Regions from separate parts of the Lactuca sativa genome. Here region 1 is linked to region 2. Evidence: chromatin contacts called from public Hi-C data. All regions are on one chromosome and are shown on one strand. The core of a region is the stretch at or near the end of the contact, and the rest is flanking DNA. Distances in the headings are between cores, read along the strand shown. Region 1 holds the start of LOC111889953. Region 2 holds the start of LOC111890052.

Evidence for each region. Hi-C and Micro-C count contacts between places; a contact is called where the count stands out from the background.
Region 1: a Hi-C map of leaf shows a contact between it and region 2, with 5 times the contacts expected there. The contact joins the promoter of LOC111889953 here to the promoter of LOC111890052 in region 2. A contact is called at or near these places in 2 of 4 Hi-C or Micro-C datasets (bud and leaf).

Annotation. Positions count from the first base shown.
Region 1 is chr6:80,903,936-80,906,897 of Lsat_Salinas_v11, reverse strand. It overlaps LOC111889953, which reads right to left and starts at 1,520. Exons shown (of 1, transcript XM_023886107.3): 1 at 122-1,520. The coding sequence starts at 1,029. The coding sequence ends at 301.
Region 2 is chr6:80,773,974-80,776,899 of Lsat_Salinas_v11, reverse strand. LOC111890052 reads left to right here and starts at 1,410. Exons shown (of 2, transcript XM_042895795.1): 1 at 1,410-1,558; 2 at 2,164-2,653. The coding sequence starts at 2,174. The coding sequence ends at 2,563. LOC111890088 (small nucleolar RNA SNORD24) reads left to right here and starts at 1,972; the gene lies at 1,972-2,057. It overlaps LOC111890102 (small nucleolar RNA R12), which reads left to right and starts at 1,694; the gene lies at 1,694-1,780.

The DNA.
Region 1 (2,962 bases), core at 271-2,770, 130 kb before region 2:
TCAGAATATTTAAAATTTGTGGTATCCGTATGTAAACTACGATTACTGACTACACATAAAAATTAACCATAAAGTTATACATGTCAATAGTTTCAAGGTAGATGATCCTGAATCCTGAATATAAACATCAAAGGTTCTTACTTTTTTTCATCAAATTTGATAAGTATAACAAGTAAAAGATGCAGATTTCAGGGATCTGTTATTATGTATGTAGGTGAACAAGGAGACTTAAATAATAATATCAGCTCATGTTTATTCTATCTAAAGAGAAATCTAGCATAAGATTAAAAAAAAAGAAAATCATTTCTTGATTCTACGGATTCTTTTAGCACCCCATACCTCCAATCTTCCGGCTGGACATCCACATGGTGCTCTGAAAATAAGAACAGTTCGACCATTAAGAGGTGCCATCTTCTTCAACTCGGCTTCCAGCTCCTTGTGATCTTTTCCTAGTTCCAATGGCTTCACGCCATAATCTGTTGTTCTTCCTGATGATGAATACTTGACACACTCTTCAGACTCAAGCTGGATATCAAACTCAACAGCTTTACGCAACCCTTTACAATCTGGCTTTCCACATTTCCTTGATTTTACTTCGAGAATTTCCCAAGCGGCAATACTAGCTATCACTCCGCTGAAAGCTGCAACCAAACCAACAACATATGCAATTGGTGCATCTGATATTATATCTCCGATCACTTCAAAAACCAATGGGAGAATCTCAATTGCTTCATGATAGATTGTATTCATGTATGGTATGATTAGGAATCCGAGTGATCCTAATACGAGAATCAGCATAAGAATATCGAGCGCTGCAAAGGGGGATCGCTCGCAAAACGGATGATACAAAGGGTTTATTGAATTGGAGCTGGAATTGGAATTAGAATTGGAATTGGAACCATACTTCCTATTGTTCCGAGAGTGATTGTTGTTGTTATTCATCGTCGGTGTCATATTTTTGTGCTGTTCGAAGGCTCGGCAAAATTCAATCAAGCTACGGCAATCAACCATTGGTAATCTCATAGCCATTCGGATTCCGATCCCTATTTATTTTTATCTTAGCAATTTATATCTTCAATCTCGATCAATCTCAAATCCGTACTAGTGCGCCAATAAAGAATTTCCAATCTACCTCGAGATTTACAAGTTCACCTAATTTGACTAATCAAATGGAGATCTATAACGGGCAGACGCCAAACCAATCAACGAAGAACAGGCCAATCTTCAAAGAACAGAGCCGAATATGAACGCAAATCGATTAGATAACAATTCGCCATCATCGGTGAAATGATTGACCAAAAGGGCAAGGGGATGAAAAAACCACCATACAAACCAATCGCTAACTGAATCGAGATACGAGAGGACGATCGGAATCAGCGGAATTTGAGCTAGAAAACGTGAGGCGTGGATTATGAGGCGAGATTGTGATTGTGATTGCGAAGAAGGGATTAATGACGATGAAGATGATGACATTCAGTGGGAGATATAAACACGGCGAAGAATAATCCGTGGCTTAGTTACTAATTTGAAATGGCATATTTGGCCCCTAAAGTACCATTATTACATTTTTGCCTCGTAAATATTTTATTTCCTTTTATTACATATGAAAATGACAATACATCAATGCATCATGTTGATTTTTATTTTATTTTTTGCTTTTATTGTCATTGTGAAAATTTATTCCAGGATAAATATTCTGATTTCTTTAACATTCTGATGATAGACTTCATTCGTGCACATTTATAATGCATAAAGTGAAATATGTCATGTCATTCTAAAACATTGCACATGTGCACCTTAAAAACCGCCCATAATCATTTTGTTGGTAGTTTAGATCTTGTTAATTTGCTTCTTTAATTTATGTTAAACATTTGAACATGCACTAACACAGAATAAGTTTTTGAACGGAACACCTTTAAATTAGTTCTTACGCCTTGTTCCCGAGTTTTTTTTGTAAATTCATTAAAAGAAAGGGAAGAAAAATTTTGACTGAAAGAAAGGGAGGTGAAGGAAAATATTCAGTATTTTGTGTTCCCGAGTTCGAAGGAAATGAAAGGAAAGGAGAGGAAAATTTTTAGTTTTTGTGTTCCCGAGTTAGAAGGAAAAAGAAAATAAAACTTAAAATTTTTCTTCCCCTCACTTTCTTCCCAAATCCGCCCAATTTGGGAGGAAAATATGACTTCAAAATCCTTCCCCTCCCCTCACTTTCCTTCCATTAATGAAACTCGAGAACACGATTTTCTTTCGACACCCCTCACTTTCCCTCAGTATCCTCCCATTTCTCTCCTTAAGTAGAACTCGGGAACAAGGCGTTAAAGTTGGTCATTCAAATAATGACTTGTATGGGTAATTAATTTTGGTTTTTTTATACATTTAGTCACTAAATTTATTTGTATGCTTAATATACCATTGAAGTTGTTGAAACTGTAAAAAGAATACCAATATGACCGGGTATAGTGGGTTTTGCCTGTTTCCGACATCATTTCCGGCCAAATACGATTTTCCGACCAAATATGAATTTTCCGGTCATCTTCTCCGGCTAAACATGGTTTTCCCGACGAATGAATTTCTTGAAGGACACACCTTTTTCAGCCTTTTTTTGTGTGTGTGTGTGTGTGGGGGGGGGGGGGGGGGGGGGTATTATGATCAGGAACATGAAAACATGCAAATTTCAGGCTTCAAATTCAAAGCTTCATTTCAGATTTCGAGCTTCTTTTCAAGATAATTGATTTCCTTTGAAGATTTCAAACATGAACACAATTGATTTCCTTTGCAGATTTCAAACATGAACACTATTGATTTCCTTTGCAGAACTAATATGAGGCTTTATCCTTCTTCTCCCATACAAAATGGACAAGGAGACATCTCGATTTAGGGTTTTTTAGGAAAAGGAAACCATTGATTTAGGGATTTTTTGGGTTCTACATATGAACAGGAACATTTTTTGGGAGGGGGGTATTAT
Region 2 (2,926 bases), core at 161-2,660:
ATGGGATCATGTTGTACATCATTTTGTTGCAAAATAAACATATTTAAATACCATCTTAAATGTCGTTTGTGAGATCACTTATTTATATACTTCATCCACATTACAAACAATACAAGTTTCTCTATACAAGTTTCTCTTTGTTGAAAATATTGGTGTGCCAAAATAGGTTTAAGCGATCTTAGACCAAATAGAACTTACAAAAACCAATTTCTTATATATAATTATGTACAATAAAGTTATATTTAAATCCAAGATTAATATTGTTCAGTTAAAAGTTTGGTATCGGCTTAAAATCTTCTTCTCTCTAGCATCTAAAATAGTGATTTGTTCTTCCTGATTTCTGAAATATGCTGTGAAATAGTGATTATTTTGTGAACTTGATGAAAAATGAATTAACAATTAATGAAATTGATGAAATATGAAGCTGATGAAATTTTTTGTTCATGGATTATATTTGTGTTAACAGATGACTGTTTTGTGAAATTGATATGTTGTGATAATCTATTTTTTCTATTTTGATTAGAATTTTGATAAAATAATGAAATCATTTAGAAGGGTTAATGAAATTGGTTTGTTGCTTAAATGTTAATACTATATGTATTCACAGATAATGGATGAAAACAACACTACAATCCCGTACGAGGTGATACCGGCAGTGATGTTTATGAAGAAGGTCCAAGTACACGTCGCACGAGCAATGATGATTTATATATGGCAGCGAGACGGGATATTATTGCACAAGATATAATCACATTACGTAGATGAATGTAATATTGTCTATGATATTGTTTATGAATTATTTACAATTTGTGTGAACGTAATTTTAATATTGTCATGGTCTAATCCAAAAAATTAGAAATATTTTAATTTGTATGAACGTAATTTATATTTTACATTTGTATGAACGTAATTCTAATATTGTCATGGTCTAATATAAAAAGTCCTCTTATGAATTATTTACAATTTGTATGAACGTACTAATTTTAATATTTTCATGGTATAATCTAAAAAATTAGAAATATTTTAAAAGAAATTTATATTTTATATTTTCTAATAAAATGTTTATAAAATTATAATATGTGTTTAAAAAAATTTTAAGTATAAAATAATATATATAAAGTAGTAAATTAATGTAAATATGTAAACATGTCCTTTTTTGTCATTTTACATATAAAAGTTAAACCAAACACTTTAACTTTTGACTTTTCTCTTCAAAAGCTAATCCAAACAAATTTTAAAAAATAACTTTTCCAAAAAGTCCTTTTACAAAAAAGACTTTTGCCCTACAAAAGCTAAGTCAAACACCCTCTTAAAAAAGTGTTAATCTTATTAAACAAGCCGAAAAACAATTTAAAATTCAATGTCATGGGCCATTATGTACAAATTCGAAGTTTAAATTGAGGCCCATAAAAGATTGCGAAAATGGAAAAATTAACGGCGGCCTGCTCCACGTCGCAGCAACTAGGGCTTCCATACCATTTCATGATCGCTATATATACCACACGCCGTCGACTTCATCGGCAACTCGTCTGGGGTTTCCAGTTTACATCATAACCAGGTTGTTTGTTTTTATTGAATTTCAGTATTCCGATTTGTCATTTCTGTGTATGAAATCAATCGCAATCTGAACAGATTCATATATTTTGTTTCGTTTTTATACTTTATTTTTCTTCATAAATGGTAGATTATGTCAATGAGTATGACGAAAAATTTGACGGATTGTCAATGATTTTCTCCTCAGGAGAACAAGTGATCATACAACCAGCTACTTCTGACTCATTATCGATTTCTCAAATTTTTGTCTAGTTTTTTCTTTTGAAAAATCAATTTAAGACGATTTGAGTTTATTCAGTTTTGTTGATTTAAAGTTATTCCTCTTAATTGTTGAATAGTTTTTTTTAGTAAAATATGCTTTTAGCATCGAATTTTGAAAATTGAGTTAGTGATATGTTGCTTGTTTAGATCAATAGATGCCAGTGATGTAAGAAAGATATTTGCTACTCTTGATGAGTCTTTGCTCATTTGATGATTCATTATCCACCAAGATCTCTGAGGCATATATTTTGGATAACACATGTATTATTTTAAATTTATAATCATTTTTCTAAAATCCAATCTTTAAATACCAAAAAACCAACATATTTTGTATTGCACATTTTCTAGGTTTCTACCCATGTCGACTGAAAAAAGAGGGTCAAAAAGGTCAAAGACATCCAATGATTACCCACAAACATCAGATGCTTGTTCTCAAACCAATCTTAATGACAAAGATGTGGAGTTTGAATCTGAACAACCTCGACACTTTGTTGGAATGGATAAAGCGAAAATGGTTCCATCATTGTTAAATAACTCGCCGGAGAATAAATACCAGCGATTGTTTGACATAATGGACCAACATCTTTCTTTGCAAAAAGAAAAAATCGCGATATTGATAGAAAAGGTAGCATTTAAAAAACAGAAAGTGTATTTAGATATTCTTGAAACGAAGACTGATGATTTGGAGGGTGACGACCTTCTAGCGGTATTAGCCATAAAAAAATTAGTTAGAGATATATATTTGTAATTTTTAGGGAAAATGACTTAAGAGACCATTCAAGTTTCAAATTGGTTCGAAAAAAACATTCAAGTTCGTTCGAAAAAAAACATTCAAGTATTACATGTTCGAAAAAAACATTCAAGTTCGTTCGAAAAAAACAATCAAGTATTACATGTTTGCAAAAAACATTCAAGCTTTACATGTTCAAAAAACACCATCAAACTAAGACATATGTTTAAAAAATATACATGTTCTGTTTAAAAAACATCACATTTATAGTTTTGGGATAACTTACATATTTAGTCTTTAATTTTTTTTTTTAACTCGGACGGTCCCTTTAGTTTAGATTTGCTTCGATTTTGGACCCTGATTGAGTTAAAAGACTAATAT